Linked DNA regions of Zea mays: all the other regions are linked to region 3. The links are chromatin contacts, called in public Hi-C maps. All regions are on one chromosome and are shown on one strand. Each heading gives the region's core, a stretch centred on a gene start, on an enhancer-like site or on the middle of the called end of the contact. The rest is flanking DNA. Distances are from core to core; before and after follow the strand shown.

Region 1 (3,658 bases), core at 920-3,419, 280 kb after region 3:
AAGTCAATTTAAATGCACAGTACAAACACTCGGAATGGATGTGAAGTTTCTTTTACATATTTATTTATTACTTACATTAGTAAATGCTTCTAAATATAATATTGATGAAAGGAGTACTTACTCAAATAAATATGAAATCTTTCTATTATTTCTATTTTTTTCGAGTTTGAAAATTATGTGTTAAATTCAAAAAGTCTAGTCTAGATTTGAGTCATCAAAATTTAATACCATACTTATATCTCAATACCCATTTAAATAAATGCTTATAGTGTATCATGAAATGAATAATCATTTAGTTGAACAGAAAACCTTTTTATTACTTCTTTTCTAAGTTAATTCTTAGTTTCAAAATTCAGTCCCCAAGATTCAAACCTCAAGTATAATTTGAGATATCTTACTTTACTGTTTTAATTTCTTTATTTATTTATTTTATTATTTTTGTCTTATACAAATTTTTGGGCTTTACATGAATGTGGTGTCTGCATTATTCAACATACAACGAGGGTCAGAAAAATACAAGAATGGACATGAATGGGTACAAACCTAGTCCTACAAAAGAGAGGTGTATCAACCTCAGCAGGATGAGCGAAGCCTTCCTGGGCATTCTAGTCATGATCATATGGTAGGTCAATTCCTGGAGTATAGGTTACATCGTAGGGACCTCGAATCAAATACCTCGACCAAGTGTTGTCCATAGAAAACCTGATTGTTGGTGAATTGGGTAACACAACAAGACATTTCAAAATAACAGGAAGGCATCATCACTTAAGAAATCTAACAGTTCATTCCCCAAACTTAACAATTCAGGACCAACGTTCTAGACTTGAACATAAAGCGACAATACACATTACTAAATTACATTAACAGTTAGAAACTCCTCGTTAACATGCCATTATTCTACAATTTACTCCTAGTTGATCCCACGTGATTGATCGTTGTCATACTGCATACCCCAATCCTCATAGAACACTTCAAGGCTTTAGGAGTTTCAGGACTTGGGAGCCTTTCAAGTTCTATCTCATGAGCTGCTTAAAACTCTTCCACTATGATGTTGTCGTCGGGGTGCTGTCGTCCATTCTTGTAGACCACTTTGGAGCAAAGGATTGAAACCTTGTCAAGCCAATCCACAAGCTCCAAAAATTTTAGTAGAACAGATTTCAAATGTGTGGCAGGCTTGTGATATCCTGGCCCCTGAGATGGTGATATCCTGGCCCAAGGCTTAATAGAATTAATAGAGTATCCATACCAATAAGGTGCATCTTTTTTCGGAAGCCTATCTCGAAAGAACCTCCAAGTTAAGTGTGCTTGGCTTGGAGCAATTTGGGATGGGTGACCGACCGGGAAGTTTTCTCGGGGGCGCATGAGTGAGGACAAAGTGTGCACAAAAGACCCGGGTTGGCGTGTGGGGACAATATATGATCCTAGAGAGCTGCCATGAGTAAGTACCACCGGTCCGGGATTGGACGGGTGTTACAATTGGTGTGCTTGTAGCACTACCGACGAGTTGCCTAACTTCGCATGCATGGTCCTTCATCTCCCGGACAGCCCATTTGAGGGCATCGTTTGGAGTGTAGGACATCTGGCAGTGATGAAAAAATATGTAACCACAAGGCCAAATAAAAGTGAAAACATATGAAACTTGAAAGTATTGTCCGAACCTAAGGTTCTGATTTATTCCTCCACAACCGACATCACAATCGGTAACATACGAAGTCGAAAGCGGGTGGAGATCTACAAATCCATATCGGATCCATGTGTATCGGCCATATTTGTACAAGGGGGCAAATCGACTTGGGTAAAACCCTACCATAAACCTAAATCAACCCCAATCCACTGCAAACAACCTCAAAAACATGCAAATAAACAGATCTACGACGAGGGGTTTAGATTTTGAACAAACCTTGAAGATTTCAATGTAGAAGTCGTGGAGCCGCCGCTCCCTGTCGAGGTGATCCAGTGCTTCTTCCGCCGACAAAGAGTGGACTTGGGCCTGGACAGGAACGTTCGCTCGTGGCCACTGGTCGCTTCCTCCCCCATTCGCCGTCACGAGCGACACCGGTAGTGATGGTGGAGACGCCAATTTGGGTTCTCTCGCGGGGTAGGGAGAAGTCGAGGCACTTGGCCATTGCACGGATTCAATGTGGGAGGAGAGAGGCAATGCAATAGTACACATTGTTTTGGGCAGGCACCTTTTTGTGCAACCGTGTTTGCGACATGCTGTGACGCGCTACAGTGGCCTGCAGTTGCGAAAACTACACATTCGGGACACGCTACAGTAGCTGCTGAAGTAAGCCTAACTTTGGAGGGGAAGTATATAATAAAATGACTATGTTGTTGTGTTATTCTTTCAGAATTTCGATAGGTATACGATAGGAAAGAGAGATTGGGATTATTAGACATCTGCTCTCACAGTAGCCTAAACGCCACTAGCCCACTAATGTAGTCCATGTACCCTAGATGCAGCTTAGATGCAGCTTCTACGTTTAGTCCATGTCAATGAATTGGTCGATGTAAAAAAAAAAATCACGCAGATGGATACAGCGAAGCAGAGCAAACATAAAAGTTTATATTATAATCAAGGAAACAAGAAAACTATTTAAAAATCAGCAAATAAAAATCAACAAAAAAACAAGGTAACCGCGCAAGTTATGTAAGTAGAGGCAAAGCATACAAGATAGTAAATATTAACCGGGCTGAAGCACCCAAGCTTGCTCCATACACTGTACTGTACACGATCTTATTTATCAAGCTAACAGTGACTCGATACCAAAAGGAAGATAAACTGTTATTTTCTTTTGCTCAACACATAAATGCTTAGTGTAATAAAGAATAATAAATATACTACGGAGTAATAGATACAATAAACTTATGAAGCGCCAACGCAGCTTTCCCAGCAACCATAGCTCGAGCTGAAACTGCCTCCTCCAGTTTGCTGGGCATACTCTGCAATCACTTTCCGGGCGCAAGCATCCCACGTCCTTGCGATTTCTCGCAATGACATGGGCTCAGCTAGACCCCGGAGCAACACACTGAACTTTGACTTGGCCTTCGTAGACAGGTCATCCGAGTTCCTGCTGCAACCACAGAGCACCCCCGTGAGGTTTCTTTGCCGAAGCACCTAACATATATACAGTAATATGCCACTACACGCACCATTGTTCATCAGGAAACTTGTCTAGAAGCACCGGGGAGCATTTTGGGTAGCTACCAGGAACAAGCAACCTCAACGGCAAAATTGGACTCTGCCACCCACACGTTCCAACATAGAACAAAGTGAGACGACAAACATACAGGCATGGACCCCTCAATAAAAAGAAGAAAAAAAGAAACATAGCAAAGGTGTTTTGAGGCTGCCTCACCATCTGCGCTGAAGCAAACATGGATTTCAAGCTGGGGCTAACAGCAACAGCAGTGAATGTGCATTTAATGACTGTCCCTTCGGCCATATCAGATGTAGTGAAGGACTCAGCATCATCCTCAGAGACATGGAGCTCTGTATCTATAAGCTGTTTGTTTATCTCCTGAATCTCCTCTAACAGAACATGGTTTACCTGCGAGGTAGCCAGATAAGAGATGAACAATGTTTGCCCTTTTAGATACAAATATGCAAGTGACGGACGACTATTTGTAGAAAAACCAATGCCCTACATAGCTTATC
Region 2 (3,765 bases), core at 994-3,493, 290 kb after region 3:
GCCTTTAAGCTTGATCATAGTATTAACCCACCCCATGACTGAACATTCTGACTCTGTACAGGAGCGTACTAGAGTTAGGCTAAATGTACCTGGCTGGTGGCGGCAGTATAGATTTTCTCTTCAAATCGCACGGCAATTTTGTGAAGCTCAGTCAGCCCCTCCGGTACTGATACTGGCAGGTGCTTCTTCAGAGTCTCCATTCTACATATATAATGCAAGAAGTGATATAGAGAGAGATACAATGGTAAATGTCTTTGATTACCATTTAATTAGTCCATTAACCAGAAGCCCCAGTACATGTACAAAAATAGTGTACTAGTGGAAAAAGTGGGCATGGAATTTGTGGACCACTAATGTACATACATATGGTTGAACTGAACAAACAACTAGGGTAAAAATGGACACATTCAAGTGGCAACTAGGGTAAAATTCAAGTGGCGTCTAGGGTAAAATGAACACATTCGATTGGCAAGCATATACATGGCTTATGTAATAATTAGTTGGCAGAAAAATACTGGAGTCATACTGCATAACAAAGGCTAAAAGCTCCCACACAAGATGAGGATCTAGGAAGGGGATTTTTACATGGTTTTACCCTTTCTCATTTTGCAAGAAGGTTGACAAATTGGAGTCAACAATCTACCGATATGCCATGCCTACCTGGGCAGAGAACAGTTGGAAAAAATAATCACATCATGGGTTGTTGCATTCTACACCCATACCTTAAAAGAACTCAAATGCGCATTGAAGTACCCCTCATGGCTGAGAAAAAAATGAGTAGTCATTGTTGCACAATCCAGCTCGGTTTGTTTTTTCCTTCTTAGTTGATTGATTAGTTTCCTTTCTTAGATAATTGATTAGTTCTCTTTCTCTCTTTTTTGAAGATAAAAACATAAAAGATTTTTTTTCGCTGCCAAACTACACCGCTGCAATAGATGTATTATATTAATCTGTTTATCTACACAATTACAAAGGCTCATAACCATAAATCACAGCACCAATCAGCAATCAATTAGCTATTAAAGAAAAATATCCAAATAGCTAAGAAAGAAAACTAATCAATCAGCTATCAATTAGCTAAAAAGGAAACTAATCAATCAACTAAGAAGAAAACAAATAAACCGAGCTGAATTATGCAACAATCTCCCCCTATGTCTGTCTCGGTTCATATGACCTAAAGGATGCAAATCTTGCCACGAATTTCAGCAAACCGTGCGCACCCAAGTGACTTCATCAGAATATCCGCAAGTTGTTCTTCGTTACTCACATGATCCATGCCCCAGTTGTGAATCCTCCGGATGTGATGATATCAGACCATATGCAGCTTTTGTATGTACTGGTGCAGAGATGGCTTTATAAAGATATTTTTTTGAATCATATAGCAAGCAAAAAGGTAGTCAAATCTACTGATAATTTTGGTAATAAAATTTGGTTTAAATAAAGATACATGATCTTAGAAAGTATGATATTGCATTGGATGGTATCAATGCAGATCCGTGGGTATACAAACGAGACAAATGTTGACGTATTGTTAGGTGTAAATGTACGGATGGATCAACAGCAAACGCATGATACCGTCTGTATCTATCTAAATAAAGTAAAGAGATAACTGGATAAGTAAAGAGGGAACCAGTGGATCGAATCGATCGAGTCGATCGAATCGTAGAAGAAGCTACATGGATCAACCACGGCGAAAGGAAAAAAAATTGGAGTTGCTTGACAATTCCCATTAGAAAGGGAGGAGGTTAGATGGAGAAGACGTACATCTTATTGACGATCCTCTGGCGCGCCTCGGGCTGAAGCTGGGTGCGCCAGTCGCTTCCGGTGGGGGCAGCCGCGTTAGGGTCGACGCCGCCGACAGCAGCGACGGTGGCAGGGTCGGCTCCCTGCGTGGGACGCCAGTTGGCGGCGCCGTCCATGGCTTTCCGCCGTAGAGACTCGGGCGCCTCTTTTGCTCTTTCTGATCTGGTTGCTGACTTCGATCGATCTGCGGGGCGACAATGGAGGGAGCGCTGGCTTCGTTCAATCACTCCCCAGCTCCTCGCTGAAGACGACGAAATCGATTGTAGCAGGGGCGAAGGAGCGACCAAGAAGGAGCTAGCGACGAGCGGACGACGACGAAATCGATTGGAGCGAGCAAGGCTCACGCGGCACGCCTAACGAATCAGGATGCTGCTGAATGAGCCAGCAAATCGCGGATCAATAACCAGCGGAACATGTACAACCCTAACAACAGTTATGATACAGCCATGATATTTTAGATCATAAACATATATAAAGAGTCGGGAAGAGATGAGTTATTCGCTAAAATTTCATCTCTTTTATTTTTTTCAAAATTAGACCCTTAGAGACCTAAAAAAATATATATTAAATAAGGTTATATATGCTCTTAAGTATTAACCATATATGTATCTATGTATTATATAAAACAATTTTAATATCCGTCCCAAGCTATCTTTATCCTTCCCGTTTATTGAAAAAAGAAAAATTGTGTACCTCTACATTCACACCTCACATAAAATCAATAGAACATATATTTTTATATCTTATTAAAACAAAGACAACTCATATGATATATGGAAACTGTGGCAATACACAGGCAATAAAGCATCGGTTTCAATGGTCGTCTCGCGTCATCCTCCTCCTACAAAAATAAAGTAAAATTGTGCATAAGTAAAAGTTTGAATCTTGATTGTTAACTGCACGTTCACATCCACCTAACCAATAGAACACATATTATTGTGTTTTATTAAAACAAATCCTACCAATGCACGGACAAATTACTAGTATTTAAGTATTTGTCGGTTTTATCACGACAATTATAAATTTTTCATGAAAAATAGAAATTCACTTATCATGCTGTCAAAAATCCAATCTAAAATCGAGAAAAGAGCAAGTATTCATGTATATTGTTTTACTAACTACTAAAACCTTTTCCTTTTATCTTCCCTATAATTTTATTGTTTTTGCTGACATTGCACGTCAGTCCAACATGACCTAGCAAACTCTAAGGTTAAATGTAGTCCCTTCTCCTTAGACGCCACATGTGTGGTTGTAATAATTGATGTTAGAGTTTTGTGGCATGTTCATGCTTGGTTAGGGTTCCTGATTTTTAGTCCTTCATACGTGTTGTAGAACTTCTGGATGTAGTACAAACCCTTAGACAATATGGTGTTTTGTCTGTGCCCCCATGGTATGTTGATATGTTATTGCATTATATGTGATGTAGAGTGCGGAGGTAGTTTGGTCCTAATCCCCCCTTTTATGTGTATGTTATTGTCACGGTTCCTCCTAATTGTGCCTTTGGAATCCATGGTCGTGTTGATAAGCACATGCGTTGGTCAATGACTATTCAGTATATGCCATATAAGCTCAAGAACATGACTTATGGTTTGATAGCAATGTGTACACACTAAATGGCTTTGTAAATGATATAGCTAGCAAGATCATATGCGCTCAAGCTAGCAACTGCTAGTTTGGGTTGTTGACATAGATGGTGCAAGAGAGTGGAAAGTTACTAGTAGTGATTAGTTTGAGAATATGATTATATGTAGGATGGGTGAGAAGGTAATGCATGTAACAGTGATGTTGAGAAAGATGTAGTTGTACTTAATGATGTGGTTGAAGGAACATCATATAGTTTGTGTGGGCTAGAAGTGGATTCAAAGAAGAGATGGAGTGTGATTACACAAATGACAACTTGGCAGAATGTTAGAATGCATGGATCTAAGACCACAAACACCTACTAGTGGACATGTTGTTTGA
Region 3 (3,387 bases), core at 261-2,760:
TGTTGCTGGCAGCAACTACAGTATACTGGATGAATGATGAAGTACAACTCGTTTTTATTTCAGATTCTCAGCAGGAAGCGTACTAGTACTAGCCACTAGGGCGAAATGCATGCTACTAGATGTATGATGTGTCATATCGGAGTACAAATACTGATGAACTGCCAGCCTGGGGTTCGGATGGGTGCATAATATATGATAGAATATGAATGTGGTCTGTTTTCATATGCTGTATCGTGTTTTAGCTAGTTGAAGGTGGCGGCGGCGCGGGCGTCGACGGCGAGGATGGTGCTGAGGTTGAGCGGGTGCATGTACTCCTGTGGGCCGTCCATGAACTGGCTGACGATGATGCGGTTGGCCTTCTCCGTGGGGTGGAAGTTGTCCCAGAAGGCGTAGACGCTGCGGTCCGGGCAGACGCTGGACGCGGCGGTGCAGAGCCCCACGCCGTTGTATGGTCCCTGGCCGCAGCACGCGACCTTGGAGGTGACGAAGCCGTAGGCCGCCGGGTCGGAGATGAAGTCCATGTGCATCCGGTAGGCGTTGACGGCGACGAAGACGTCGGCGCCGAGCTCCGCGTTGACGCCCTTGATCATGTCCACCAGCTGCGGGTTGTAGAGCGCGGCGGCGCGCTGCAGCTCGGCGTCGCACTCCCCGTCGCGGCTGCCCCGCAGCGCCAGCTCGGCTGGGGCGCACCCCAGCGGGCCCGACCCCGTGACCAGCACCCGGCGCGCGCCCAGCGAGTAGAGCTGCCGCAGCACCTTGGCGTACTCGGACACGACGTAGCGCACGTAGTCCGGCAGCGCGAACTCGCGGGACCGCGCCGAGAAGGGCACCAGGTAGTAGTTGTTGATGAAGTCGTTGCCGCCCAGGGTGACGAGCACGAGCGCTCCGCGGACGAGGCGCGCGGCGGCGTCCTCGCCGACGAGGCGGCTCAAGCGGTCCTGGTACTGCCGGAAGTAGCGCAGCTGCTTCTGGACGCGGATGATGTTGGCGAACTGGACCCCCGTGTCGTTGAGCACGCCCACGCCCGCCGACGCGAAGTTGGCGCCCACCAGCAGCTTCCGCCCGTCCAGGTGCGGGCTCAGGTACGGCAGCGCCGGCTCCGCGCCCAGGTACTCGCTGATGATGTCCGGCACGTTCTTGCCGTTGGAGAAGCGGCCCGTCGCGCGGTGCGTCGGGTAGTCGAGGCCGTACGGCGGCGAGTCGGCGCGCGCCGTCGTGGCCAGGTAGTTGTTGTTGCCGCTGTCCACCAGCGAGTCGCCGAAGACGAAGAAGGCGCGGGGCGGGGTCGGGGTGGCCGTGGCTGGGCGCACCTGCAGCAGCAGGAGGACGAGGAGGAAGCACGCAGTGGCTGCGACGAGCCTGCCACGGCTACCTGCTGCTCCTGGAACGGAAAGCATTCTGCTGCTGCTTCTTCGCCGCTGCTCTGCTCAGCTGCTGCTGCGGGACGCCTATATAACAGGAAGAAGATAACGGGGAGAGTGGGATGATCAATAGTATACGGGCTGATGGAGCTGCTGCACTGCATTCCATGGCGAGGGTCCCTATTTATACCGCATTTCAGTAGGCAGTCTAGTGTTCCAACGATCTGTCCATGCACCTAGGGTGGGCGGTGGCATGGAAATTGGCAGCAGCACCGGTCGGCCCTTTGGGGGATGTTCAACCACACTGCCTGAGTCTTGTGATTGCAACGCTACCTGAAGAAGAAAAGAGAGTACTGCGAGTCTACTATTATCCTCCCCCCTCCGCCTGTAACTGTAACCGCGGCTGCCTACACACCGCTCTGTCCTTGCGTAACAAACCCTACACCACCCCATTTTTCAGGCCATTCATTTTCGGGCTTCGGCAGTGCTGGTATATTTACTCCAAAAATCACGGGACGGGCAGTCAAACTCCCCACAAGTGACTGGGGCCTGGGGGTTTCAGCTACCCGATCTTGCTCCACGGCACATGACGGGCCGCACATCGTTTGCGTTGCAATATATGCGCTTGGGAAAAAATAGACAAAAATTGCCGAGGACACAAGATTTGCGAGCTCGTTCCCTTCTTTTTCTAGCAAATTGCATATATACGGTGGTCAAATTCAATGATTTAATCGGAGTACCAAACGAAAATGTGTAAATGACACCAGTGTTTGTCATCGCACATGTTAAAAAAAGAAACTCAATACAGTGCTGCCCAAGTCTCGCCCAATCCTTGCAGAACATAGCTTGTCATGAGTTGTCAATGTTGATATCCAGGTCCGACAGCATGCTAGCTAGCTCCCCCTTGCGATACAGCTTCACGGTATCTACGACATAAAAAGAGGGCATAAAAGTATCAGCAACCAACGACAACATTTTTTTTAAAAAAAATCATTTCCTTTTCTACAATAGAAAAAACAGGGTATTGTGACTTTAGCACTTGCATTGCAGTTGCAGGCTTGCAGCATGCTCTGGCATATGCCAAAAAGCACAGGAATTATGCATAATTCTTGCTGACTCACAGCCCACCTTGTAATGCAGATGCAGCCATAGCGCAGGTATACAAAGCAAAAAATTCTCAAGATGGACGGTCTATAGTATATTTCTAGAGATGACCATTTGCTTTCATTATCTTTCTAGTGTTATGCATAGCAGATATTTAAAATGGATGGGCCTTGGCTAGTTTTAGAAGGGTATATGCATCTTTGGCTAAGCCCAATGGCAGCAACTGGCCTCTCAAATACAGGGGCAAAGCTACGATGACTTGCACAGGTGCAGATGCACCAGAGTGAAGGGGAAAAGTGCTAGTGGTTTGACTCAGTTTTACCATTCTGGTACTTCTACAATTGTACACGTTTCGTGTTTGAGGATAATTGTATAGATTTCTTTATATAAACAATAGAGGTTAGGGTGCAAATACACTCTCATCTAATCTACATGTGGATGGATAGGCATCATGTGCCACATTGGTATATAACTGTAAAGATTGACCAGTATTCAACAAAGAGCACATGTATAATACCTGTGCAGCCTCCAACGTGTTTTCCACCTGGAATAGAACAAGACAAATAGACAATTATTTAAAGAGTGAGTCATACAGTGTAGATCAAAATAAGATGCATGCGCGAAATAATTTCCGTGCATTAACAAACTGCAAATGGTACACATGAGTTGGCATTGGCACTAAGGGACACCAATTGCCAAAATCCTTACTAGATATGAAAAATCAGTGAGTGATTTCGCAACTGAGTCATGAACAGAAGAAAAAAGCTAGGCTAGACAGAAGAAATTATGGTGAGAAGGGGAAAGTTGGCATACCGATGAAAACGTTAGGAACAGTAGACTGTCCAGTCAGCCTTTCTAATACCTTTTGTAGTTGTGGTCCTTGAGCTCCTGAAAGGGATTAGCGGTCAGCTGCACAAGAACA

Evidence for each region. Hi-C and Micro-C count contacts between places; a contact is called where the count stands out from the background.
Region 1: a contact with region 3 is called in a Hi-C map of tassel, with 3 times the contacts expected there. The contact joins the enhancer-like site here to the promoter of LOC100279824 in region 3. A contact is called at or near these places in 2 of 25 Hi-C or Micro-C datasets (ear and tassel).
Region 2: a contact with region 3 is called in a Hi-C map of leaf, with 2.8 times the contacts expected there. The contact joins the promoter of LOC103643172 here to the promoter of LOC100279824 in region 3. A contact is called at or near these places in 2 of 25 Hi-C or Micro-C datasets (ear and leaf).

What each region holds. Positions count from the first base shown.
Region 1 is chr1:206,394,307-206,397,964 of Zm-B73-REFERENCE-NAM-5.0, forward strand. LOC103643172 (mediator of RNA polymerase II transcription subunit 15a) reads right to left here. Exons shown (of 10, transcript XM_008666330.4): 8 at 3,360-3,551; 9 at 3,154-3,242; 10 at 2,652-3,074. The coding sequence ends at 2,867. It also overlaps the pseudogene LOC103643173. Among protein-coding and RNA genes, the nearest start is that of LOC103643172, 20 kb to the right of the region's middle. Within about 2 kb of position 2,170, at least 10 of the 20 cell types and tissues checked have an H3K27ac peak or open chromatin away from gene starts, as enhancers often do. A contact at or near this core is called in ear and tassel, where this site is marked.
Region 2 is chr1:206,413,684-206,417,448 of Zm-B73-REFERENCE-NAM-5.0, forward strand. It overlaps LOC103643172 (mediator of RNA polymerase II transcription subunit 15a), which reads right to left and starts at 2,244. Exons shown (of 10, transcript XM_008666330.4): 1 at 1,765-2,244; 2 at 90-201. The coding sequence starts at 1,919.
Region 3 is chr1:206,119,464-206,122,850 of Zm-B73-REFERENCE-NAM-5.0, forward strand. It overlaps LOC100279824 (GDSL esterase/lipase LTL1), which reads right to left and starts at 1,511. Exons shown (of 1, transcript NM_001152779.2): 1 at 1-1,511. The coding sequence starts at 1,397. The coding sequence ends at 243. It overlaps LOC100282211 (Grx_S12 - glutaredoxin subgroup I), which reads right to left. Exons shown (of 5, transcript NM_001368943.1): 3 at 3,279-3,353; 4 at 2,983-3,009; 5 at 2,067-2,287. The coding sequence ends at 2,211. It also overlaps a transcript of LOC100275585 not described here.